2 separate regions of the Arachis hypogaea genome follow, and region 2 is linked to region 1. Evidence: chromatin contacts called from public Hi-C data. All regions are on one chromosome and are shown on one strand. The core of a region is the stretch at or near the end of the contact, and the rest is flanking DNA. Distances in the headings are between cores, read along the strand shown. Region 1 holds the start of LOC112796382 (peptide deformylase 1B, chloroplastic/mitochondrial). Region 2 holds the start of LOC112796391 (probable hexosyltransferase MUCI70).

What was found. A called contact is a pair of places that touch in the nucleus more often than the background predicts.
Region 2: a contact with region 1 is called in a Hi-C map of leaf, with 5 times the contacts expected there. The contact joins the promoter of LOC112796391 here to the promoter of LOC112796382 in region 1. A contact is called at or near these places in 2 of 8 Hi-C or Micro-C datasets (both in leaf).

What each region holds. Positions count from the first base shown.
Region 1 is chr4:15,614,433-15,619,385 of arahy.Tifrunner.gnm2.J5K5, reverse strand. LOC112796382 (peptide deformylase 1B, chloroplastic/mitochondrial) reads left to right here and starts at 3,135. Exons shown (of 8, transcript XM_072233917.1): 1 at 3,135-3,503; 2 at 4,622-4,953. The coding sequence starts at 4,763.
Region 2 is chr4:15,810,619-15,816,108 of arahy.Tifrunner.gnm2.J5K5, reverse strand. LOC112796391 (probable hexosyltransferase MUCI70) reads right to left here and starts at 1,334. Exons shown (of 8, transcript XM_025838824.3): 1 at 1,081-1,334. LOC112796390 (probable polygalacturonase) reads left to right here and starts at 3,563. Exons shown (of 6, transcript XM_025838822.3): 1 at 3,563-3,842; 2 at 4,321-4,694; 3 at 4,916-5,036; 4 at 5,133-5,307; 5 at 5,391-5,461. The coding sequence starts at 3,833.

The DNA.
Region 1 (4,953 bases), core at 1,886-4,385:
TCCATTACCGGTAGATTTTTAGCTCAGTTATTATATTACTAAACATAGATCAACATTAACCACAGTAGAGAAAATAATATTATAATATTTTAAATAAAATAATAATATATGAATATTATATTAATATAATTTTTCTCTCGAAATTCGAGACCAGCTCGTCACATATAGAGACTAATTACGAAAATCAGAATTTTAAAATTCAGACCCAAAGTGACTCAAAACGCAACTTTTTACGATGTGCTTACTTAGATCAGGAGAGGTGTCTGGTGCAGTCAAACTGCTGACTCAGCAGCTTGATGACAAAGCACCTGTGCAGTTGAGATGCTTAAATGCACTAAAATTCCTAAAAATTTCGTAAAATTTCTGTTTGATCTCGAAAAAGCGTCTTTTTTTCGGGGTTAGGCCGTGACAAAGGTTGACCCTCAATTTTGAGTCGTATGATTCCAACTCTAAAAAATAAATTCGGTAAGTAATAACAGGCTATTCTTGCTTTCGTTTAAACTTTAAAATTTGAGTTTACTTAAATTTGTTTTTTTAAAATAATTTATTTTTTAAATTAATATCTAAAAAATTTTATTTTACATATTAGTCTTTAAAAAGTATAATTATAAATCAAATAGATTTTTTTATTAATTAGTTAATGATGTACTATGTTAAGAATTACGTAACATGATAAAATAATATGTTGATGCCACGTGTAAAAAATAATTGATCCATTTTAATAATGTTAAGCTCAACTAAATTTAGATAAGTTTGGATAAATAATTTAATTAATTTTTATTTAAATTAAAATATAAAAACTTATCTTAAAAATAATTTATAAATAAATTATTTTATATCTAAAAAATTATCATAAAAATATTTATTTTAAAATTGTATAATACATAAAAATGATAAAATAATTTTTAAAAAGGAAAAAAATTAAATTTTTTTACTTTTTTCAAAATTTTTTTTAAAAAATTAAAAATATATTTAAAAAATTGTATCAAATACTGTTAATATAATTTTTTATAAATAAACAAAACGAGTTTTAGTCTCCTCCAGCAATAAAGTCCATGTGTAGATGAATGAGCCACCTCAGTCTTCTTAAGACTCTTCATGCTTCATAGTATTTTTCATACGTTTCATAAACGAGAGGATGCTATCTTAGAAATTAAAAAAAAAAAAAAATCCTCTCTCATTCTCATTCTCTCTCTTTTCCTTTCTTGTATCAATGCAAAGAAAAAAAAGTATAGATAAGGCCGCCCTTGTCCCTTCACACAATGTTATAATTACTTAATTAATTAAAAAAAATTTGATAACTAAAAATTTTTAGCCATAATTAATTAAAATTTTTTAAATTTTACTTTATTTATATAATTTAATAATATTTATTAATATTTTTTATTTTTTATCTCACTCTCTTATCAATTTGTTTATTATATTTTTATTAGTTTCACTTATTAATGATATTAATTATAATATCATATCTCTAATTATTAGACATTTTTATAATTATTACTTAATAATCTCTTTTATAATTTAAATTTTATATTTAAAAATACAATAAAAACTAATACTAATAAAAAATAGTAATAATAATATTTATTAAATGAAATTGTTGTCAGTCAACCAATTTTCGAAAATATAACCACGCTAGCTTTGATGAAGTATGGTAATAAATTGATGGTGGATTTTATGGTGTAGAAGGAGAAAATTTTCTACACCTATATATATTTGTTGTCAATAGAAAAAGGTACCAAGTGTTTAGAGAGAGAAAATTTAAAAACAATATCTACCATTATTTTGTTAAGTTGTAAAATGTTTTCAATTTTTTGTTTTTTGACGTGCAAGAAGAAATTTAATAGTTAAATATAATAAATATTTATTTAATTAGTGATTATAAAATTAATATTGGACCTTTATTTGAATTTTTTTGTTTTTGTAAAATTTTATTTATTTTGAATCAAACCATATTTATAAATAAAAATTAAAAATACAGGCCTAAATTTTATAAATTACAAGACTTATAAAAAAAAGTCATTAACTTTTTATATGTATTAAAGCATATATTAAGTATGGTGCAGCAGAAAAAAAAAGTCTCCTTCTAAAATGTTCACAAGAAATACATAAAAAAAAATTCTATAGTAATTAGATACATTTTTTGGAATAATAATGAACAAAATTTATTTTAAAATACTAATTAAATTAAATAATTAATTAAAATAACTATCAAAATTTATTAGAAATATGAAAAGGGTAATAATTTGGTTAAAAAATTTGAGAAAATAATATATATTTAGAAAAACAATATGATTACGGTTAAAAGGTTAAAAGATTTTCATAAATAATAGTTCTAGTAAATAATATAAAATTTGTGATATACGTAAATATAATTTTTAATTAATATATATGATTTGAATATTAATTTAAATTTAAATTTATCTATTTTAAATATTAAATAGTATTTTATATTGTATTTTAATTTTTAAGTTGATAGATGAATAATTAATTATTTTTAATTTATTATGTGTTAATTTTTGATTGTGAGATAAATTTAATTATTTCACATATCAAGTATTAAATTTTTTTTTGGTGACTATATCAAATATTAAATTTGATTATATTTACGTATATTGCAAATTTTATATTGTTTACTATAATTATTATTTATGAAAATGTTTTAATCTTTTAAACCTTAATCATTATCCAAAATAAATAGAATTCCCAAAAAAAGTCTAATATCATTTTTATAATCATTAATTAAATAAATATTTAGTTATTAAATTTCTTCACGTGTTTCAAGGAGTAGCAAAAAAAACAAAAAATAAACTCTGCAATTTATCAAAACAATAGCAGATATTGTCTTTTAAATTTTCTTTCTCTAGACACCTGGTAGTTTTTTTATTGACAACAAATATATATAGGTGTAGAAAATTTTCTTTTTCTACACCATAGAATTCACCTTTTATTAAAGGTACTTGTTAACATGATTCTAAAAACTGGACCGTTCGATTGAATTGGTCCAACTTTGAACCGGAAGTTAATGCAGTTCGGTTTAATGATGAAGACCGTTCAACATAAAACTGCCCGGCCGATCGGATCGAATCGGGATCCGGCCGGTTTTGATGAAACGTCGTCGTTTTAAATTTGACGCTTGGGGATCCAACTATCCTACTCTTCCTCCTTGCTCAGTCTCCTACTCCCTCGAGCCCCATTCCTCAGACTCTCTCCTCTCTCAACTTTCTCCCCTAGGTCACAGTCTCACCCACCGCCGCAAGGAGAGCCTCAGCGCCGCCGTCCGTTGCGCTAAGGAGCCACCGTGTCTTCCTCCGTTGTGCCTTGTTTCCCCCAACCCCTTCTCCAATCTCCTTCCTTCAGAAAGCAGAACTGTCCTCAAACCTAGCCTCCACCACCGCCGCAAGGAGTGAGCCACTGTCGCTGTCCGTCGCACTCAGGGGCTCCTCTCTTCATCTGTCGGCGTTCTCCAAGTCTCCAAACCCTGTTCGCTCTCACCAATCCAGGTGCGCAGCTTCTTCCTCGAGCTCGCTCTCCATCAGTCCAACACTTCTGCTCGGCCGCGCTTCTGCCTCCCTCCGTCGTGGTTGATGTTTATTAAAATTGTGCTGAAAATTTTGTTAATGGCTTCATTTTTTAAAAAAATTTTGTTATCCGTTCTTCATTTTTTTTTGCTCAGAACATTGTTTTTCTACTCAGATTGAAATTTGCCTTATGGAATGATTAACTATGCTCGTGCTGTATTATTCTATGCTGTGGATTGAATCATTGAGTTGAATGATTAGTTGATTTTAGTTCACTGGTTAATGTTTGTTAAAATTGTTCTGAAAATTTTGTTAATGGCTTCATTTTTAAAAAAAAATTTCGTTATCTGTTCAGTTTTTTTCTCAGAACATTGTTTTTCTACTCAGATTGAAATTTGCCTCATGGAATGATTAACTATGCTCATGTGCTATATCGTTCTCTGCTGTCGATTGAATCATTGAGTTGAAAGATTAGTTAATTTTAGTTCACTGGTTAATATTTGTTAAAATTGTGTTGAAAATTTTGTTAATCTATATTAAAATTATACTGAAATTTTTGTTAAAAATTTATCAGGGAACAAGTAAATTATGCCAAAAATTTATTAAAAAAATTTAGAGAAAAATCCAAAATAGCCTGACAATTACCTTGAAAGACAACGAGATAATTGTCAGGACCGAGTGGGGTATTCACTCTTAAATTTATGATCAACTTTTTGTTAACAAAAAAGTAAATTGATCATAATTAGCCATTTAGTTCAATGAAAAAATATATGAATTGAATTAAATTTCTTCTATTTAAATTGATGAGCTCAAAGATTATTAATACATTTTATGATTTATAATTTTAGTTATAGATGATAGTATCAATCAATAAGTATTGGGTGATAATAATGTATTTGTGGATAATAATTTGATTGATGATATTTTATGTAGTGTTTTAAATTTAGAAGATATTTTAAGGTTTATATTAGATTATAATTAAATTATAAAGTGTTTATTTATAATTTATTTATTATTTTATTATAAAACGGTTTTTTTGGTTAGCCCAATAAACTGAAGAATCAATGACTAAACGGTTCAATGACTAATTCGATTTTCAGAACCTCGGGTTGTAACAAGTCAAAGGCACCGCCAATCTCCTTCCCCAGGTCAATATCACGTGCTGAAAATATTTGGCTTCATCACCTTAGGATTGGCCTAAAAGGAAACCTTGCAATCGTGCAACCAAACCTTGTCCGATTATGGCTTCAGCGAAGTTTCTCCGCTCAAGTCACCTTCATATTCATGGTGGTTTTACCTCTGCGCTTCCCGCCATTCCACCCTTCTCACACAACCGTCTCACCTCGCTCGACCAGGTTTACTTCTCTACGAACTGGTCCTTGCCTCCTCTGTGTGCGGTGTCCAAGATTGGTTTCTCAGCAACTAAAGATGA
Region 2 (5,490 bases), core at 85-2,584, 200 kb before region 1:
AAAACATTCCAAAACACTAAACCTTCACCCAGCAAAACCAGCAATTACAAAACAAAGCCATCAGTAAATTTGAACAAAAAAATTAAGAGCCATCAGCAACTAGTAATTGCAAAACAGAGCCATTAGTAAATTTGGACAAAAATTTCAGACTAAATCAATAAATTTGAAACAAAAGAGTTGGAAGAAGATGCTGATAAAATAAGTCAGCAAAGTGGTCAGCTTAGAATCCACTGTTTCCTCACAGTTAGCTCTTGTAGTGAGATGAAAAGCACAAACTGATGAACTTAATGCTCTTATTAAAGTTCTTGAATGTGATAACAGTAAAACAAGTTAATGCTCTTATTAAAGTTTTTGACAAAAATTTCAGCCTAAATCCAGCAATTTCAAATCAGTAAAACACTAAATCAGACTATCAGAGCCAGCCACCCGTAAATTTGAAAAAAAAAATTTACAGCCATCACCATCACCAACTAACAAATACAAGACAAATCCATCAGCAACAGCCAATTACAGAAGATTACAAGAAAAATGGAACCACCATGATTGAACAACAATTTCAGAACTTCAAAAGAAGAAGCGGAGGCCACTAACCGAACGGCAACCGGCAACAAACAAAGCCAGCAAAAACCAGCAACATTCAGCAACAAACAAAGCCAGCAAAACCAGCAATAATTAGAAGCCAGCAACTACAAATCAAAGCAAAACCAGCAACTACAAATCAAAGCCATTAGCAAATGTGAACAAAAAAATTTGGAGCCATCAGCAACCAGTAAACCAGTAAAAGTGTAAAACACTAGCCAACGAGCAATTAGAAAACACTAAACAGAGTAACAATAAATTTGAAAACAGAGAAAACACTAACCTGGGTAATTAGTTAATTACAGATCCATCGACAAATACATTCAGAAACAAACTTCAAACCAAGACCCAAGAAGAAGAATTGAAGAAAAACGGAACAAAAATTGAAGAAGGCCGAAGAAGAAGATCGAAGAACAACAACTTCAGAGCTTCAAAGTTCAAGCCAAGAACAAGACTAAACATTCAGTGAAGAACTGAAGATGAAGACGAGAAGCCACTAACCTGGGTTCCGTGCCGAGAAGCCGGCGAAGATGAAGACGACGTGCCGATCTACTGGGTTCCGGACACGGGGAAGAGGAAGAATCGGCGGCGCTGAGGACCTAGGGACGGCGGCGGCGCTGAGGATCCGGGAATGGCGACGGCGATGAAGGGCTAGGGTTTTTTATTTTTCCTTTCTTCAGAGTTCTCCAGGTGTGACGAATGTTGGGGGAAGAAGAGGGGGTGTTGGGTCTCGAATGCATTATTGCATTTGCTTCTGTTTTCTTTTTTTTTTTAAAATAAAAAACGGCGTCGTCTTATCCGAACCGGCCGGTTGCCGGTCCGATCCAACCGTCCGGTTTTTGACCGGTTCGCCAGTTTTTGAGTAGATTTTCTATCAGTGATTTTAGATAGTAGATCGGACTGCTTTTGTTATCGGTTTACAGTTGAACCGGCCGGTCCGGTCTGGTTTTTAAAACTTTGATTACGTATGTATCTATCTTTAAGTGCATGTTTGGGCGCCATTATTTTGTTAAAAAAAGATCTTTTTCAATGAAAAAAGATCTTTTTTTATTTTTTAACATGTTTGGCAAATTTCTAGTAGTAAAAGTAAAAGTACCAGTAAAATCAAAAAAAGATCTTTTTTGAGAAGCTGTAATTTACATCTTTTTTTAAAAGATTTTTTCCTTAAAAAAGATGTTTTTCATGTAATAAATAAACAAAAAAATACTTTTATATTGTTATACCCAAACATAATTGATATATAAAAAGACCTTTTTACATGAGATATCCAAACATAAAATTACTTTTACTTCTCTATAAGATCTTTTAAAAAAAGATAACTCAAAAAAAGATCTTTTCTTATAAGCTCACCAAACAAGCCCTAAAGTGTACTAGTATCTCACTACTTTTAATTCATGATTATAGCGTAAGGTTTTGGCTTGGTTTGGCCGGTCCACCACCACCACCACCAACACCAAGGTTGCGAGGCGGCGATGCGGCGAGGCAGCGGCAGTGGCTCGCGTCTCCTCTCTCCCTCGCGATCCCCAACGGCGACGGCCACGACGACGGCGACGGCGGTTCCAAGATTTGCCGCTGCCGCCCCCCTTCCCCCTCCCCGTCTCCCCTTCCCCCACCCCCACCTCCACCCCGCGTCCTTTCCCCTCCCTCCTACACGCGTTGAGAAGATAATTTTGTTGGTAGTGGTGAGGGTATTTTTGTCTAAAAAAATTAAAAATGACGATTTTAATACGAAAAAAACGTTAAGGATGATTCTAAATCGAAAATTAGATGAGGGACGGTTTCGATTTTCAGCTTCAACGTTAGGGACCAAAACAATACTTACCCCTTTTTTAAAGCAGGGGTAGTTTAGAAATTAAATTAAAAATTTAAATAAAAAGGACGATTTTAATATGGAAAAAACGTTAAGGACGATTCTAAATAAAAAATTAGATGATGGACGATTTCGATTTTGGCGCTAAACTTTTGGGACCAAAATCATACTTACCCTTTATATATTTGTACGCAATAATTAATTGATGATTAATTTTTAATATACATATAATATGATATGGTTCGATTATATAAACATAGGCATAAAAGATACTTCATTTTTTGTATGTGGTATGGCTAGACTTTAATTTTGACCAAGAAAAAGTATACAAAAATTAAGATAATTAGCATATATTGGTAATATAAATTTACCAATTAAAAATTGGCATATAATTTATTTTAAAAATAGAATTTAATTCAAATTTTCAAAAAAAAAATTAGTTTAAAATATTCTTAGAAAGAAAAATCAAACTATCAAATGTAAATTCTAAATTCAATTTAAATATTTATGAAACTAACCACAAAGATGTAATTAATCTCATATAAATTTTATTTTATCATGTAATTATATATTTTTAAAATACTTATTCAAATTCAAATAATGAGTATAAAAATTTAAAGTTTATTATTTTTATTATAACATAATTTACAATATTATTTTTTATTATCATTTATAATATTTATACTAAATATTTTTTATATTTATATAAAAATATACTTATTATGAATAATTAATTATATAGTTATCAGGTTAGGCTGCGTACATTACAACCTTGGTTGCGGCCCTTTCCCGGACCCTGCGTTAAACGCGGGACGCTTGTGCACCGGGTTGCCCTTTTTTTTATAGTTAATTTTATTAATTAACAAAATAAAAAATATGTATTAATTATAAACAATATTAATATTAAAATAATATTTATTATAAATTAAAAATATTATATATGTTAAAAATAGTCCTCATATATTTATTTTATTAATTTATTTTTAATATATATTTTATATTTTAAAGTATAGTTAATTTTTATGTATAGTTAACATAACCCATTATAAATAATACACGCATAGCAAGATTGTAAAATAATTTAGCTATGCTCCCAACCAATACCCATCAAGTTTTTTTTTTCTTAAAACCAAATATACATTACATATATCATATATGCACCCATGTGTGAAAGGACCATTAATCATTTACATTTTACATGATTGTTTGTTATTAATGCTTTATAAAATTCTCATAAAACTGCACAAAGCTGCATCCTTTTCCTGCGGCTGGTCATTCTTCTTCCTCCTCTTTTTACTTTCTCTTTCTCTCTCCCTGCCTCTTTTGCGTTTTTCTTTTGTGTAAGTTGTTTAGTCACTAGTAGTTGCTTTGGCACTAGTGCGTACCGGTTCCTGTCTCCCCTTTGGTCTCTAACCCTTTTGCCACACCTTTGACTCATAGAAGATGCTTGTAAGTACGTTTCTTTTGGTTCTTCATTCCTCTCTCTTCTTATTTCTGCCCGTAATGAAATTTTGGATTCTGGGTCTTGATTATAACTCACAAGGCCTTCTCAAGTTACAATCTTTGTTTGTTTTTTTTTTTTTTTATGTTTAAGTCAAAGGGTGTCTATGTTCTTATTATGTATGTGATTCTGTTTTGGTTTGGTCTTTGTATTATTCCTTTTCATAGGCACATGGCAATGGTAATTGCCACCAATTGTATTGCTTCAATCAAATCAAATCAAATCAACTCTCATTCCTTTCTGATCTGATAAACTAGCCTCTGTTTTTTGGGTGTCATTATCAAGTATAAACTGTATAAACTGTTAGCAATTCATTAGTGTGTAGTGTTAGCATCATGCATTCTGAATTCAGATGAGCGTTGTGCTTTTATTGTTTCTACTATATTTGAGCATTGTGCCTTAACCTTGGATTAATCATTTGCATTTGTAGGAAATCTTGTGAGAATCAGTGGGTTGCATTTTCCATCTTTTTACTATTATCTTTTTCAGGTGGCATTGCTCTTGCTTCTGGCATGGAGCAATGCCGTGATAATTGTTGATGGATATGGTGGACAATGTAGTTTGAATCCAACACTTGATCCTAGACCACACAGTGTCTCAATTCTTGAGTTTGGTGCTGTTGGAGATGGCAAAACACTCAACACAATCCCTTTCCAAAATGCTGTCTTCTATCTCAAGTCATTCGCTGATAAAGGCGGCGCTCAGCTCTATGTGCCGCCCGGAAAATGGCTCACAGGAAGCTTCAACCTCACTAGCCACCTTACCCTTTTTTTGGAAAAAGGTGCTACTATTATTGGATCTCAGGTATTGATGGATCACATGTTCTAGTACAATGGTTAATTAATCAAGATTCAAGTGTTTTTCACACTTTTACTTAGGCTTTGGTGTTTTTAGCATGTTCTTGATTTTTTGTTCAGGATCCAACTCATTGGGATGTTGTAAGGTTAATTAATCAAGATTCAAGTGTGTTTCACACTTTTACTTAGGCTTTGGTGTTTTTAGCATGTTCTTGATTTTTTGTTCAGGATCCAACTCATTGGGATGTTGTAAAGCCCTTACCTTCTTATGGCCGAGGGCTCGAAGTTCCCGGGGGACGATACCAGAGCTTGATCAATGGATACCAGTTACATGATGTGGTCATAACAGGTTTCTAGTTTTCTGGTCCCAAGTTTCATTCTTTTTTGTCATTGTTTTGTTTCTACAATGAACTCTGATGTTATATATTTTGATGTGCTTCTTCAGGTAACAATGGAACCATCAACGGCATGGGATCTGTTTGGTGGGAGTGGTTTACCTTGCATACACTGAATCATAGCCGTCCTCATCTGATTGAACTCGTCGAATCTGATTATGTGGTAGTTTCAAATCTCACAATCTTGAATGCCCCGGCATACGCAATACACCCTGTTTATTGCAGGTATGTGCTTTTATTGAAACAATGCTCAGTTTTCTAATTAAATAGAGCTCTTAACTGATTTAGTTATGTTTAATTTGATGCAGCTATGTACATATTCAAAATGTATCAATTTCTGCTCCTGCAGAATCACCTTTTACTGTTGGTATAGTTCCTGGTATGTAATGTAACATATTATGGACTTCA